Linked DNA regions of Zea mays: region 2 is linked to region 1. Evidence: chromatin contacts called from public Hi-C data. All regions are on one chromosome and are shown on one strand. The core of a region is the stretch at or near the end of the contact, and the rest is flanking DNA. Distances in the headings are between cores, read along the strand shown.

What was found. Hi-C and Micro-C count contacts between places; a contact is called where the count stands out from the background.
Region 2: a Hi-C map of leaf shows a contact between it and region 1, with 4 times the contacts expected there. The contact joins the promoter of LOC103635403 here to the promoter of LOC100383493 in region 1. A contact is called at or near these places in 7 of 25 Hi-C or Micro-C datasets (bundle sheath, ear, endosperm and 3 more) and 1 of 3 datasets of contacts at active chromatin or transcription factors (leaf).

Annotation. Positions count from the first base shown.
Region 1 is chr8:76,575,588-76,582,830 of Zm-B73-REFERENCE-NAM-5.0, forward strand. It overlaps LOC100383493, which reads right to left and starts at 3,085. Exons shown (of 16, transcript NM_001176141.1): 1 at 2,763-3,085; 2 at 2,191-2,330; 3 at 1,955-2,043; 4 at 1,818-1,853; 5 at 1,556-1,649; 6 at 1,161-1,206; 7 at 974-1,071; 8 at 491-549; 9 at 1-407. The coding sequence starts at 2,974.
Region 2 is chr8:77,156,875-77,164,117 of Zm-B73-REFERENCE-NAM-5.0, forward strand. It overlaps LOC103635403 (probable protein ABIL4), which reads left to right and starts at 3,334. Exons shown (of 9, transcript XM_008657858.4): 1 at 3,334-3,915; 2 at 4,056-4,138; 3 at 4,785-4,935; 4 at 5,023-5,122; 5 at 5,217-5,300; 6 at 5,411-5,480; 7 at 5,599-5,633; 8 at 5,750-5,838; 9 at 5,964-6,339. The coding sequence starts at 3,787. The coding sequence ends at 6,119. It overlaps LOC103635404 (calcium-dependent protein kinase 1), which reads right to left. Exons shown (of 8, transcript XM_008657859.3): 8 at 6,535-6,975. The coding sequence ends at 6,889.

The DNA.
Region 1 (7,243 bases), core at 1,835-4,334:
TCTATGTAATTGCTGAGAACCATAGTGTCTGCTTCACAGATTGAGCTCAGATCGTCACAGTCTAGATCATTTGCCGAGAGTACCTCTATGATGTGGTTTCTGTTATCTTGCATCTGGATTTTTCTCTTGTCTTCCTCAATCTGGCTTTTCCAGCAGTCTAGATGGGTCTCCTCCTCGGGAGCTTTGATGTCAACATGGTAAGGAAACAGGGTACTAATCCTCTCATCGGCATCCCTGTTATCAGCGTCAGGATTGAGTAGTCGAGAACCAAGTATCAAAACTTGACCGGATAGCTTGGCCAACATTTTCTGGAACATCGAGTGAATTCTTTGCGATTTCCAGAGGAAATGGTCCACATCCCTTATGTAAAGAATAATCGGACCGTTTTCAGATACAGAAACCATAACCTGCAAAATGGGCGGACCAGATAAGTTCCACTTCCGCATGACTAAATACAGCGAATTGAGTTACAGTCGAGAAGTATGATCACCTTGTAGAGTGACTGAATCAGAACTTTCTCGTCGAAACACCAGCTACCAGTTCGCCTCACTGGAATTTACATAAGCAAAGATGAAGAACTGTAAGACACTTGTGTGCCATATAGTCATACAGTTCTACTCTAGCAAATAGTACTAATGTACTATGTTTTTTTAAGAAAATAGTACTACTACTGTACTAGCACCCTACTGTTTCATTCAGACATGTAAAGATTAGCAATCAGTATGTGAAACTTAGATGCAATTTCGTCCAAAAAAAAAAACAGGGAGTGAACACATGCCATTTATACGACAAAACTAATATCGACATGTACATAATTTTACCAGAAAATGCGGATGGCCGAGCAGTCTGAAACGGGTGGAGGCTAGTAAGTGTGATCTAGGTAGGAGCTGTCTACACTAAACTCTGCACATATATGACATCAAAATAACTAAACAGAAAAAAGGAGAATATAAATGAACCGAAAAAGGTTCACCTGGATTTCCCGAACCTTGTGAGGCAAGGTCGCTCATGTCGGATGATACCGAGGCGTTTTTCTTCAGCGAAGGCGTACTGCTAGAACCGTCAGAGCCTCTGAAGAAAACAAAGCATGGATGAGTAACATTGCGAAAAGATACTACTGTTCGTCGCGGCCTTGATAAACAGCACAGCAGGCACATTACCTTGTCCTTAAATCCGTGCTGCTTGTCTGGCGACGCAGCGATTTTTCTGCCAAAAAGGATAACACTACAAATCAAGAATTTGGGCAATAATTGAAATACAGGACACATCGACTGTCAACTATAGATTCTATAAAAATATGACGGTTTGTAACATGGATGATAGGAATCTAAAAATCTAGGATAGAAATTGAACTAATAAAATCTATAAATTTTTAGAAATTTATTCTGCTAGTGTACCCGTTTGATAGAGATTTCAGATTTTTGACAGTAAATCTCGTTTATGAGGCTGAATCAAACACACCTTAAAAGGTGATAAGATAAAAGTGCGCATGCTTGCAGTTATAAAATGCGAGAAACAACAAATAAAACAAAGGGAATCTGTAAGCCTTAACTACCTATAGGCCCATCCTTCTTAGGATATGCCATAAAGGATCCAATGAGATCAGACATCCTCCCGAACGTGGTCTCAGCCACAGATTGATTGCGGGCCTGCAGAAGCAAGTCAATAACAAACTCATTGTTATGGGTCCTGTAAAATAACTGATTAACTATACCAGTGTCGCCGGATCTCGTGTTAGAAAAACAAAAGGAGGATCCGAGGAGATGAATCAGCGTTTATTCTTTCCAGCAAAAATGCTCTGGAACTGTGTGACCCACCGTGGCTTTTGTGGAGCCCCCGTATTTGCTCTGGATCTGCAAGAGTCATTCAGCGGCACAGGATTCAGAACACGGCACGGCAAAGCAACCGCAAGGCCAAGAATCACGATGGCAACAGTTCCCAGCTGCTCACTCACCCGAAGAGAGAAGTCGGTGGCGTCCAGAATTAGTAAGCGCGCCTTGAAGTAGTGGGACAGAGCTTTCGCGAGCGACTGCAGGTAGGCCTCTGCAGAGACAGCAGCCAACAAGGTCATCATGCATCAGCGAAACAGGGGGATACAAGTGGCCACAGTACCCTCTGCCCACACGCAAGCAGCGAGCGGGGGTGGTTGTTGTTCTTGCGGCCAGGGACCGGCGGACGACGGAAACGAACCTGTGGGGCCGGAGAGCAGGATGGCGTGGCTGGCGGCGGAGAGGTTCCGGACGTGCTTCAGCAGCTCCGCGTTCTTGAGGTGGACGAAAGCCGCGCTGATGAGCACCTCCCTCGTCTGATCGCTGCAGGCAATCACACCACTACCTCAATCGCTGTCGGTGCTAGTGCCATCGTAGTAATAATGATAACAAACAAACAAACAAAGAAAAAAACTGAAGAAGCCATGTGCTGCGGCCTTTTGTGGATCAAGTAAACCCCTCTTGCTTTTGCTTTTTTCTAGAACACGGCTCCGATCGTGCCTACCTGCCGCAGCCGTACTGCTAGTACGAGCCGCTAGTCCGCAACAGCAGAGGAAACTAGTGGCACTTGTACTCGAGTGGAGTGGGGAAGCCATCTGAACAGATTCATCGAGAAGACAAGGCCTGCAGCAGCGCCGCAGATCGGTGCGTCTCGGGTGATGCGGCTGCGCCAAATCGGATCGCACTACGGAAGCCAGCCAACCGGATCTTCCTCGAACCCTACCCAGGCCGGCCACCAACCGAATCGAACTCGACGGGGTTAGTATGACCTACCTGAGGTAGTAGGGGAACTCGTCGAAGGTGACGTCGCTCTCGGGGCCGTCCAGGACCAGCCGCCGCAGCTCGGCCTCCAACTCCGCGGCGCCGGCTCCGAGACCGTCGCCTCCGTTCGGCGCCGGCTGTACTGCCCACTTGGCCGACGCAAGCCCCAGACCCACGCCGACGCCGACGCCCAGGGCCGACACCAGCAGGCTCCTCTGCTCCATGGCCGTCGTCGGAATTCGAATGCCTGCCCCGATTGATCGCCCGTCGCACGCTCGCTGGCTGTCGTCGGAGAGCGAAGAGGTGGAGCGCCAAGTGGGGTGTGCGCGTTTGTGCGGGTGGGGAAATGAGCCATGGCGGACGGGGGTGGGTGGGTTTATATAGGGAGGCGGCGGGCGGCGGGCTGGCGGGCGGAGTGAGAGAGAGAGAGAGAATAAAGTTTTTTATTTTGCGGGTCTCGTGGAAAGCAACTTTTTTGCAGGTTGCTGAGTTGGTGCTGTTTCAGCGCAACGCTGGCTACTTGTTGCGTACCGCTTTTTATTTATTTCCATATTCATTTATTTCTACCATTTCATCATTTTTTATTTGATTCTAGGAGAGTTGCCCACATCCATCCTAGATGGAGCACACCTTGTCAACATTGCTTTGGTACGTCAACTTTTGGAGGCTCCCTTGAGTAGGCTTTTTTTATCAGTTTAGGGAGTGTTTGGTTACTAGGGACTAATTTTTAGTGCCTCCATTTTATTCCACTTTGATCTATAAATTGCAAAATACGGAAACTATAACTCTATTTTAGTTTCCGTATTTGACAATTTAGGGTCTAAAGTGGAATAAAATGGAGGGACTAAAAATTAGTCCCACTAACCAAACACCCTATTAGTCATTAGTGGTATTGTAATGGGCATATGCGACGATAAAACAACACGATTTCCGGTTTATCGTGGGTTTTCTAGAGATAAATGGCTCGCTCCTATGGTCACTTTGGCAGTGAGCTAGCTCTCTAGCTTCGGCTTTGATGTTGTAATGATATCAGAAGCAAGCGCTTATAGTGGCCATCAACGAGTAGAGGAATATCTCGACATGGGCGTATACCACAACTTCAAGTGTTCCTAACTACCGTGGCTATCAGTGTCGTTATCAATTCGAAGAATTGCGACGTAGGGTGATCCTCTCTTCTCCTAGAGCAACCGATGAGCAAGCAAGTATCCTCGTGGTTTTCCTGCAACCCTCGACTATAGAAGGATGCATGCGAAAGCATTATGAGTTACTCCCACTTCGAATTTTTTGGGTGGAGTAGCTGATGACTACAAGTGTGGAGATTCAAACTATGCTACATCCCTGTTGTTGTGGGATGTTAGTGGTAGTTTACTAGTCCGCAATCTAGTATATGCAAAGTGTCAGTTGAGTGATTGCTTGTCTACTCAAATTCACCTAAAGTTTCTCATGCACAAGCACATTTGTCTTCTTTGTTGTACTAGTTCACAATCAGATATGGGTATGCCCCTACTATCCTCCTTGACGAGTCCTTGTAATTGTGCATCTAGTAATACATGTTCGACTTGGTTTGAGTCGATTCTCTACTTAATTGTGCATTTTCTTGTATGTTTTACGAGTATTTAGACCCAATGGGTCCACTATCAACAAGTGTGGTGTATAGTTGGATCTACTACCATAGGCCCTATAGGTTTTGATTGGCAAATTCAAGTGTTGTCGTTTCAATCGAAGGGTTTGTACTTTGTGGTCCCGCATTTGAGTAGTTTCCACTTTCAAAGCCATTAGTTGAACAATGGGCACATATACGGCTGGATAATGGTGCATATTATTCTTCAAGTTAGAATCAGGTAGAACAAGTGATGTTCGCGTCCTATGACTAGGCCACAGCTTAAATACACTCCTTTTCTATTATCCAGGAGCCTGTACTTAGCCAAATTGAACCTATGCGAGAGCATAGCCAGTAGGTGATCCATGTAGGTCGTGACATACCCTAAGTCGACCCACCGGAATACCAGTCCACTGAGGCAGCCCAAGAAAAAAGAAACTGATATATATTATATTTGCATTCTAACGTATGCACTTATGGGCTTAAATGTTAAATCTATAGTTTCATATGTTATTCCTTATCTTTATATACTGAATTGCATACCAAATTATTATGGACTATACTAAATTATTTATAAAAAAATTTGGCATACTGTTGCCGCCGATCTAGGTGCCAAACACTTTGGGGTGGACCGTCTGGCGGTGCCCTCTGCAGAGGCGCGAACAACCCGCGGCACAGGGCCGGACGGTCCACGACACAGGGACGGACGATCCGCGACCTGGCGCAGGAGCGGCTCCTCCTCTGCGTACGTCCAGACGGTCCGCGTCTGGGGCTTGGACAGTCCGCGATGGCGCAGAGGGTCTTCTTCTTCGCAGCAGGCCTAGATCTCGCCTCCCGAGAGAGACCCCGTCGGAGAGGAGAGATCCTAGGGTGTGTCTTGGCGTCGGCAGGCCACCCAAGACGCCTCTAGTCGACGTAGAGCTGAAGATAGGTGAAGATTTGAGGTAGAGGGAGGCTAAACTAAGGCTAAACTAGAACTACTCCTAATGCATAAGGAAAAATGATAGGTAGATTTGATTTGATCGATTGTGGGGATTCAATCGGCTGTAGCCCTTCATCTATATAAAAGGGGGAGGTCTGGACCCGTTACAAGTCGTTTCCCGAGTTAATCCTACAGATTTAGCTAATAAATCTCGCAAGAAACTCGGAACCCTAACTGATTCTGCGCACACGTGAACCGTCCGCACCACCACCACGGACCGTCCGCGCGATCACTTTCTGCACTCAACATATGCCCCATGCCTTTTCGTGGAGGTTGACGAACCAAAAGCATATGAACTAAGCCTGATGCAATTCATCGGCTTTTCAATACAATAAGGTGATCATTCAATAGAGCCCCAATGCACAAAGCCCATTTCAGATTGCATCTTCTCGGCCACGACCATTTGATCAATGGATCAAAAGGAATAGAATAGAGGTGCCCCCAGCATAAATAGACAAAGGGACTATGTATGTATCATGGGTTCATCATCGTACCATTCCATATTCGAATAGGATAACATATCGATGACGAGTAGGCGGGTGGAAAACATCCTGGCATCACACGATGAATAGGCGATGCTTGTTGCGTCGCCTTTTGGGCCGTTTTGTTTTAGCGGGTGGTTGGGGTTCCTTTGTTGGTCGATCGTGTAGAACAGCCTTCTTGCCAGCATATTTGGCGAGCAATTGATCGAAAGTAGGGTCGGCTTTTACCAGCCGGCCATGTGCGTTATGTTGGCTTTGCCCTTGCGTTTGTTTCCTTGCTTTGTGTGGAGCCTGACGCCTATGGCCATAGGTGGACTGTCCGGCTGAGTCGGTCGGACCGTTCGCATGAGCACCGGATCGTCCGCGCGCAGGTGCCAGACAGTCTGCGATGCTCGAGTCAAGGAGTTTTGCTCGGCTATTTTGTTGAGCCTGCCCCTCGGTGCCTCCGAACTTGTTAGTCTTTCTGTTCGGAGCCTTCTAAGCAATCTCTTCTTGTGATATATTTGACGTGCGAGGATCGCCAATGATGACATTTTTGTCTTTGCCTTTATTAGCCACTTCGGGCCGAACCAAGACCTTTTTGCTTGTGGGTTCTATTGTATTGACATGAAACAGTTGTGTGTCCACTTGCATCTTGATAGTCGCCTAGAGGGGGGGGTGAATAGGGCGAAACTGAAATTTACAAATATAAACACAACTACAAGCCGGGGTTAACGTTAGTAATAATAAATGAGTCCACAAGAGAGGGCGCAAAACAAATCGCAAGCAAATAAAGAGAGTGACACGCGTATTTGTTTTACCGAGGTTCGGTTCTTGCAAACCTACTCCCCGTTGAGGAGGCCACAAAGGCCGGGTCTCTTTCAACCCTTCCCTCTCTCAAACGGTCCCTCGGACCGAGTGAGCTTTCCTTCTTCTCAATCAACCGGGAACAAAACTTCCCCGCAAGGGCCACCACACAATCGGTGCCTCTTGCCTCGGTTACAATTGAGTGTTGATCACAAGAGCAAAAGAGAAAGAAAGAAAGCGATCCAAGCGCAAGAGCTCAAATGAACACGGCAAATCACTCTCTCTAGTCACTAGGGTTTTGTGTGGTATTGGAGAGGATTTGATCTCTTTGAATGTGTCTAGAATTGAATGCCTAGCTCTTGTAAGTGGTTAGAAGTTGGAAAACTTGGATTGCTATGAATGTGGGGTGGTTGGGGTATTTATAGCCCCAACCACCAAATGTGGCCGTTGGGGAGCCAGTCTGCTCGATGGCGCACCGGACAGTCCGGTGCACACCGGACATGTCCGGTGCCCCTGCCACGTCATCAGTGCCGTTGGAATCTGACCGTTGGAGTTCTGACTTGTGGGCCACCCTTGATGTCCGGTGGCGCACCGGACAGCTCCTGTTCATTGTCCGGTGCGCCAGTATGGGCAAACCTGACGT
Region 2 (7,243 bases), core at 2,084-4,583, 580 kb after region 1:
TCTTTCTCACTTGTTCTTGTGATCAAAACTCCATTGTAATCAAGGCAAGAGGCACCAATTGTGTGGTGGCCCTTGCGGGGAAGTTTTGTTCCCGGTTTTCGATTTGAGAAGAGAAGCTCACTCGGTCCGAGGGACCGTTTGAGAGAGGGAAGGGTTGAAAGAGACCCGGCCTTTGTGGCCTCCTCAACGGGGAGTAGGTTTGAGAGAACCGAACCTCGGTAAAACAAATCCACGTGTCTCACTTCATTATTCGCTTGCGATTTGTTTTCACCCTCTCTCGCGGACTCGCTTTTATTTCTAACGCTAACCCGGCTTGTAGTTGTGTTTATATTTGTAAATTTCAGTTTCGCCCTATTCACCCCCCCCCCTCTAGGCGACTATCAATATCTCTGCCTCGCCCGAGCTCGGCCTTGGCTACCTACCCCACCGCGAATCCCGCAGGCGGCCACTCCGTCAATTGTGGCACACGTCAGGGAAGGCTCAAACATTGCCTCAGGAAGACTTCCGCTCGCCCGAGCGGGGCTCTGACATCAATAATCACAGCAAAGGAATCACAACATCACCCAACACAGGGACGCTAACGCACCTCGTAAGCAGGCTTTCACCCATACCGAAGAGCTGTTACAACAACTAAGTTATGGATGACCCCTCCCCTAGGGGCTCGGGCGTACGGCCAACCCCTCGGCCTCGGTCTCGGCTCTCAGCAGGAAATCAGCAAGCACAAGTCAACAACGCAGTACACCGTCATATTTTGGGAATATCAACTTGGATTTATGATAAAACTTGGCTTCAATTAATGACAAATACCTACCAACTAAAAGCAACTGCTTTGAGCTTAACCCCACATACAGCTAGTCCACTTCAGCCAAACAGGACATTTGCTGAGTACGTTGATGTGTACTCACACTTGCTTAAACACCAAACACCAGGTTGTCCCTATTGCAACCATTGCTCAGGAGAAGATGAAGGAAATGCGGAGGATTTCCAGGAGTTTTAGGACTTTGAGGAATTCTAATCTAGACTAGCGTCAAACCCCTAGTCGGCTGCCTGTGAAGGCCTTATCTTACTATGTTTCATTCAGCACTTTGATTTATGTTTAAGTTAATGACTATATGGATGTTTTGGGCATCATGACATAATAAAGTTATACTTATTTCCGCTATTATTTGAGCATTGTGTGATGATGTCCAATTATGTAATCGTTGTGTACGTGAATTTCTGATCCTAGCGCGTACATGGTTCACATTCGGTTTACCTTCTAAAACCGGGTGTGACATGTCTGTTCATCCGGGTGCGCCAGCCTGGAACTGGACACTGTCCGGTGCACACCGGACAGTCCGCTGCACCGCATGATGGTGCAAGTTTGGCTAGACTTAGCCAAACTTCTCCATTTGAATTTCTCTCGATTTGAGAAGATCCCTAGCACTTAGTAGAGCATAGTTAGTGCCAAAAATAATTTACTAAGTGCTAGAATCATACCTTCGTTTCTCCAGGATTCTAGAGTTTGCAAATTATCTTTACAATCCTCAATTTGCTTCTCCTTTGACTCTGAGCTCATACTCACAATTGTATGTTAGATCAAAGTGATGTGTTAGGCACTTGATTACCAAAACACTTAGAAATAGCCCAAGGGCACATTTTCTTTCAGCTCTTAATGGAAAATATGTAACCACTAAAATTATATGCACCTGAAATAGTGTTGGAGCTTCTTGAATGCAACAAGGACCACATATATTAGTTTATGCATCTCTGGTTACCTAGTCTTATTGATGTGGAGGACTTTACTAATGAAGTAGATTGGTCATTGGAAATGGCGAGTAGCATGGCGAGATAAGCCCAACTCAAAGGGGCCAGGGATCGGATGGACAACAGTCTCTAAGAGGGCACCCACAGGCTCTATCTCTGTCGCTACGACTCACCCGACTCACTAAGAGGAGCTGCACCTCCCCTGCTCTGAGTCAGTACAGGCCCCAACAGAAGTCGGGGCTCACGACATTCACTATGTGCCCTAACAATAATGAGATCTTTAAATGTTCACGGGAGAGCCCTTTACTATGAGGGACTCTCGGCATTCACTGAGGATGATTATAGAGATCTGTAGCTACGAATGTTCATGGGAGGACCTAATAGTGGCTAGAGCTCCCAATACTCATTAGAGGTTATGGGATTGTGCCAGGCCCTCGAGTGTTCACAGAAGGATCTGACAGTGGCCGAAAGCTCCTAGCATTTGTTGAGGATTCCAAGATAAGCGTTCACGGAAGAACATAATGGTGGCTAACAGTGTGTTTGGTTCAGCTATTGATTCCTAAAAATCTGATTTTAGCTACAAGCTATGAGGGGGCTGTTATGAGCTGATGGCTATGGGAAAGCTAAAATCTATTTGGTTGAAACAATTGTCAACTATAGATTCTATAATAGTATGATAGCTTGGCAACATGGCAGGGGGGGACCACCCTGGCCTCTCGAATGAGTCAATTCGATAGCATGATATCATCGGCAAGGGGTGATACGCTTTGTCGTGGGGGTATATGCCCACAACGCTATACCCAAACGTTGTGGTTGTAGTCATGCCCAATCTAGTGTATACAAAGCATCCTATACGAGTAGCGTGTATGGCAGTGACAATAGCTGAAGCGATAGGTGTTGCGTCATCGTCTTCCATTGGTATGAAGCCTCTCAGTCATGGAATATCAATGTGGAGTCTAGAGAGATGTTGAAAGGGATAGCATCATATATGGACGAGCATCGTGGATGGGGGATGATGAGCGAAGAGTAGATGAGAAAAATGTATAATGTTCAGGGACAACAAAGCCACATCATTGACCTCCAAAATCGAGTGTAGAGAGATGATGGCAACTTTAGCTGTCGCTAGGAGGTGTCATGGAGTGAGAGTCGAGCGACAAATTAGATAGAAAATAAAACGATTCAACCCTATAAACAGTAGTAACCGAATAATAATTTCTAAAAATCTAGATGACATAATTTTTTTTAAAAAAAGATAAAAGTATGTTCTGGATTAAACTAGAGAAATCTATAGATTCTCGTAAATCTATTCATCCCACGTAGCCTTTTGATTATGATTCCAGATTTTTTGGCTTAGGATCATCATTATGTCGTTATTGTAGGAATCTGATATTAACGTTATGATCATATAGATCCCATATTAATTGTTTCGTTACCATCGAAGGAATCGAAATGGGAACGCAGCATGAAAATCTTGCGGTGAAAACGGCGTTCACAGAGAAAGCGAAGATCAATCTACGGCGGGTACAGTCAGTGCGGTGGTCAGTCGGAGGCAGACAAGCGAAGCAGCCAAAACCACCAGCGAGGCGGCGATGAGTGAGCAATGATTCCCCTGCCAAATCGAAAAAATCTCCCTGCTAGGCTAGGCACCAAGCCAAGCAAATCCACTCGAGACCAGACCGGCGACGGCGGCCCCGCGTCCGTCGCCATCAAAGCCACCGCTGCGGTCGCTCCTCCGGGACCCCTCCTCCTCCGCGGACCACCGCCAGCGCTCGACAGCAACACGCGCACGCCCACGCGCGAAGAGTCAACAGGAGAGAGACTGGCGGTGGTGGAACTGGCAGTAGAATAAGCTTGCGTCGAGTGGGAGTTGGCGAGGCATCGCTCGCTTCCCCTCCACCCCACTCTGCCCACCGAGCGCCAGTGGAGCGCTTACTTGACTTGACCTCGCCGCCTCCTGCCCTCCCCCTCCCCCTCCCCCTGCCGGCGCCCGTTCTTTCCTCCCCTCGCCGGACGCCCACCGCCGGAGCGGAAGAGGGGGGAATGCAGCCGCCGCAGCAATACCCGCCGGCGCCCGGCTCCTGGGGCGGGGTCGCGGGGGCCAGGGCCGGCGCCACCACCGTGGATGAGGCGTCCATGGAACGTAGCAAGAGCTTCATCAAGGCCCTGCAGGTGCTCCCCGAACCCCGCATTCCTAGATCCATACACGCGCACGCACAAAAATCCTCCCTTTTTTTCTAAAAGGAAAAGGCTGTCCCTGCTCTGTCTCACCGGGGATCCGGCTGGATTTCTGCTTCGTGATGATGGCGCAGGAGCTCAAGAACCTGCGGCCGCAGCTCTACACCGCCTCCGAGTACTGCGAGAAGTCCTACCTCCACAGCGAGCAGAAGCAGAAGTGAGTCGCGTTCCCTGCTCCTGCATTTTACTGCCACACAAAGGGAGAAGGAATCACTACTACTCACTTCCTAGTCTTACCACGGCGCCCAGCCATGGTTGCTCTTCGTACAATTGCATCTTGCATGCTGTATCTAGCACTGTTTTGTCATTTCGCCTAAGGGTTGAAGGATCCAATCGAAGCGTGGGTGCAGCATGTGCTGGTAGCAACTACACCCAACTACCTATGATAGGTGTAGACGACTGAGCCAACTAAGGCAAGGACGGCAACAGGTGTGAGGAAGGGACTTGATGTGTGAGATGTGGCTAGAAAACAAACTCTACTGGCTAGAGAAAGATATAATTTTTTGGTATCATCTGGAGTTTTGGAGTTACCTGACAACTGTCCCTGTACTGTTCGTAGTCTGAATTTTGTCACTGCATTGAAATTTTAGCAACGGGGACCCCCTCTTGTAGTCTTGTTTGACAGTGCAGAATAAATTTCAGAAATATAGGGTGCAGACTTTCACATCTTTTCTTTTATTAATGATGAGTCGATAGTGTACTGAACTCGAGCTTGCAGTATATACTCTTATTTCAACACAGGACATGTTGAACTGTAACATTCAGGTCATATTATGACAGCTGAAGCTGTTAATTTATGTCAGGGTGCTGGACAACCTGAAAGACTATGCCTTACGAGCCGTCGTCAACGCGGTTGATCATCTGGGTACTGTTGCGTACAAACTGACCGATCTTTTCGAGCAGCAAGCTTCCGAGGTGTCGACATATGAACTGAAAGTCGCACGCCTGAACCAGGTAATCACACTTATCTTCAGTACTTGCATCTTGCAGCGATGAAACCATGCCAGTTCAATTGCTGACGATCTATCTCCAAATCTGCAGCAAATCTTCACATGCCAAGTCTACACAGACAAAGAAGGCCTCAGGCAGCAGCAGATGATGGGAGCAAACATCAAGCACCACAAGCACTACATCTTACCCCGTAAGTGACTGCGAAACCAAGAGCTCATACACTGTTTGATTACAAAAGAAAGGGTGCTGAATTTTGACTCTCAATTTTTTTCCTGCCAAGCTAGCCACTGGTTATAAAAGATCCCTGGCAAATGGACACCTGCAAGCGGACACTGATCAGGAATCCAAGCCTAGACCTTACCCCTCCGGTGGGTCTTCTTGCTCATGATGAAGTTTCAAGGCATGCAATGTACCATATGAAGCAAACAAAACAAAACAAAAAAAAACGTTATTTTTTTCTTCTATTTCGCTGGTGCAGCAAAAACCCTTTCCTGGCATCTGTCTTCGGAGAACAGCACCAAAGCAAACGCACATAAGCCTACATTTGCGTAAGAATTCTTCCAGTTCGTATTCAGTTTCGTGCAAACTCTTATCGTTTGTTTGCTAATGCAATGGGGGTTTTTATGTACTTCTGATTTAACTGGTTGTCATCTGCTTCTTGTGCAGCCTAGTGGACACGGCACCATCAAAACCTTCATCAGGTGATTTAATCCTTCTGTGTATCTACTCAGTACTGCAATTTAACTTCACGTAAGTTATTTCCTGCTTAGTCTGTGTGCAGAGATTGAATGCCTCCTATGAATCTCTCATGTTTCAGGTAAGGAGCGGTCTGCTTCTCCTATGCGCAGGCCGCTGCAGTTCAACAGGAGCACCAGTTCTGATACTACGCAGAAGGTTGGCGCTAAGGTAAGCTTGAATATGACACGATCTGTCTCTCTCCCTCTTTTTTTTTAAAAAAAAAGGTGTCATTGTGCATGCTTTGCGATTTGTTTATTTTACTTGTAGATTAATACGACATACATTTTCTTCAGAACATATCTGGTGTAAAGGAACTTTCAACATTCCATTCCTTCGACAACCCCAAAGGTCGTGCGATCCAAAAGGCCCCTGTTGGCACTAAAAGCATGCTGGCGGCTCTCTTCATCAGACACAAATCGTCCAAGGCGAAAAGGATCGCAGTTCGCTGACGAGCGGGGGCCGGGTGGGGGGCGGCGACAGCACTGTAAATTTCATTCTGTGGAGGACCGGAAGCCTGTTAATTGTACATCTGGCCTATCGTTATGTGTTGGGGCAGAGTCTGTAGCCGTATTTCATTTCAGAATATGACATCTTGCAGGTGACCGAAATGTAATGATTTCGCATAATCTCATCTTGGCATTCAGCATAAATAAATGCATCTTGGAAATAGCCTTTCAGAGTTGTTGTTTTTTTTCCTGTTCTGGAAGGGCTCGTTTCAAACCTGCTCACTGTCCAAGAGGTTTTGGCATGTACACAGGAGTCATGTGTTCCGTTCTTGAAAAGGGGGCAGTGGGCGATTACGATTTGCTCCTGTCAGTTGGAGAAAGCATCGACATTAAATGATCCGCTGACCAAAGAGAAAAGAAAAAAAAGAGGATCACAAGGCACATCGCATTACTTTTCGCCTGGTATATGATAATTTGGAACTGTTTTACAAGTCCGTTTCTCTTACATAAAAGATCCAGAGGCAGGAAACATAGACCACACGACACACCTCATTAAAGATAACTTGGAAAGATCGTAGGATGAGATGGTCGAAAATGGAAGCAACACAAAGGCAATCACCCATGACTGATGACTTGTCCAAAGTCTGTAATATCATTGCACATATGCCCAGGCTGAATCCCACTTTCGAGTATCAGTTGCTCTCCCCTCTGACCGCGGAAAAATATATCTTAGAAGTCTTTCTTTTTTCCAATTAAATGTAGGAGATGAGCCTTAAAACATGCGCCTCCGATTTGGAACAATCTCGGGGCTATTATTCTTCATCATGGCAACAAACTCCTGGTAGTTGATTCTCCCATCCTAAGTAGTAAAACCAAAGGACATATAACACTTAGCAATTCATGTAAATTTAAATACCAAACATCACAATTAATTCACTCGTCATGAGTCTTTTCTTATCAATGTGAGCCGTATGGTTCAAACTTCAAACAGTTAAGCGAAGACCCAATAACATGATGGTTTAGCTAACCAGGAAATGTCAGTGAAGACAGTGATTTCCTTGATTACTAGTTAAACAAGTTGAACCACTGTTCAGACTCAAGGAGCTTGTTATTGGTTTTTAAATAAA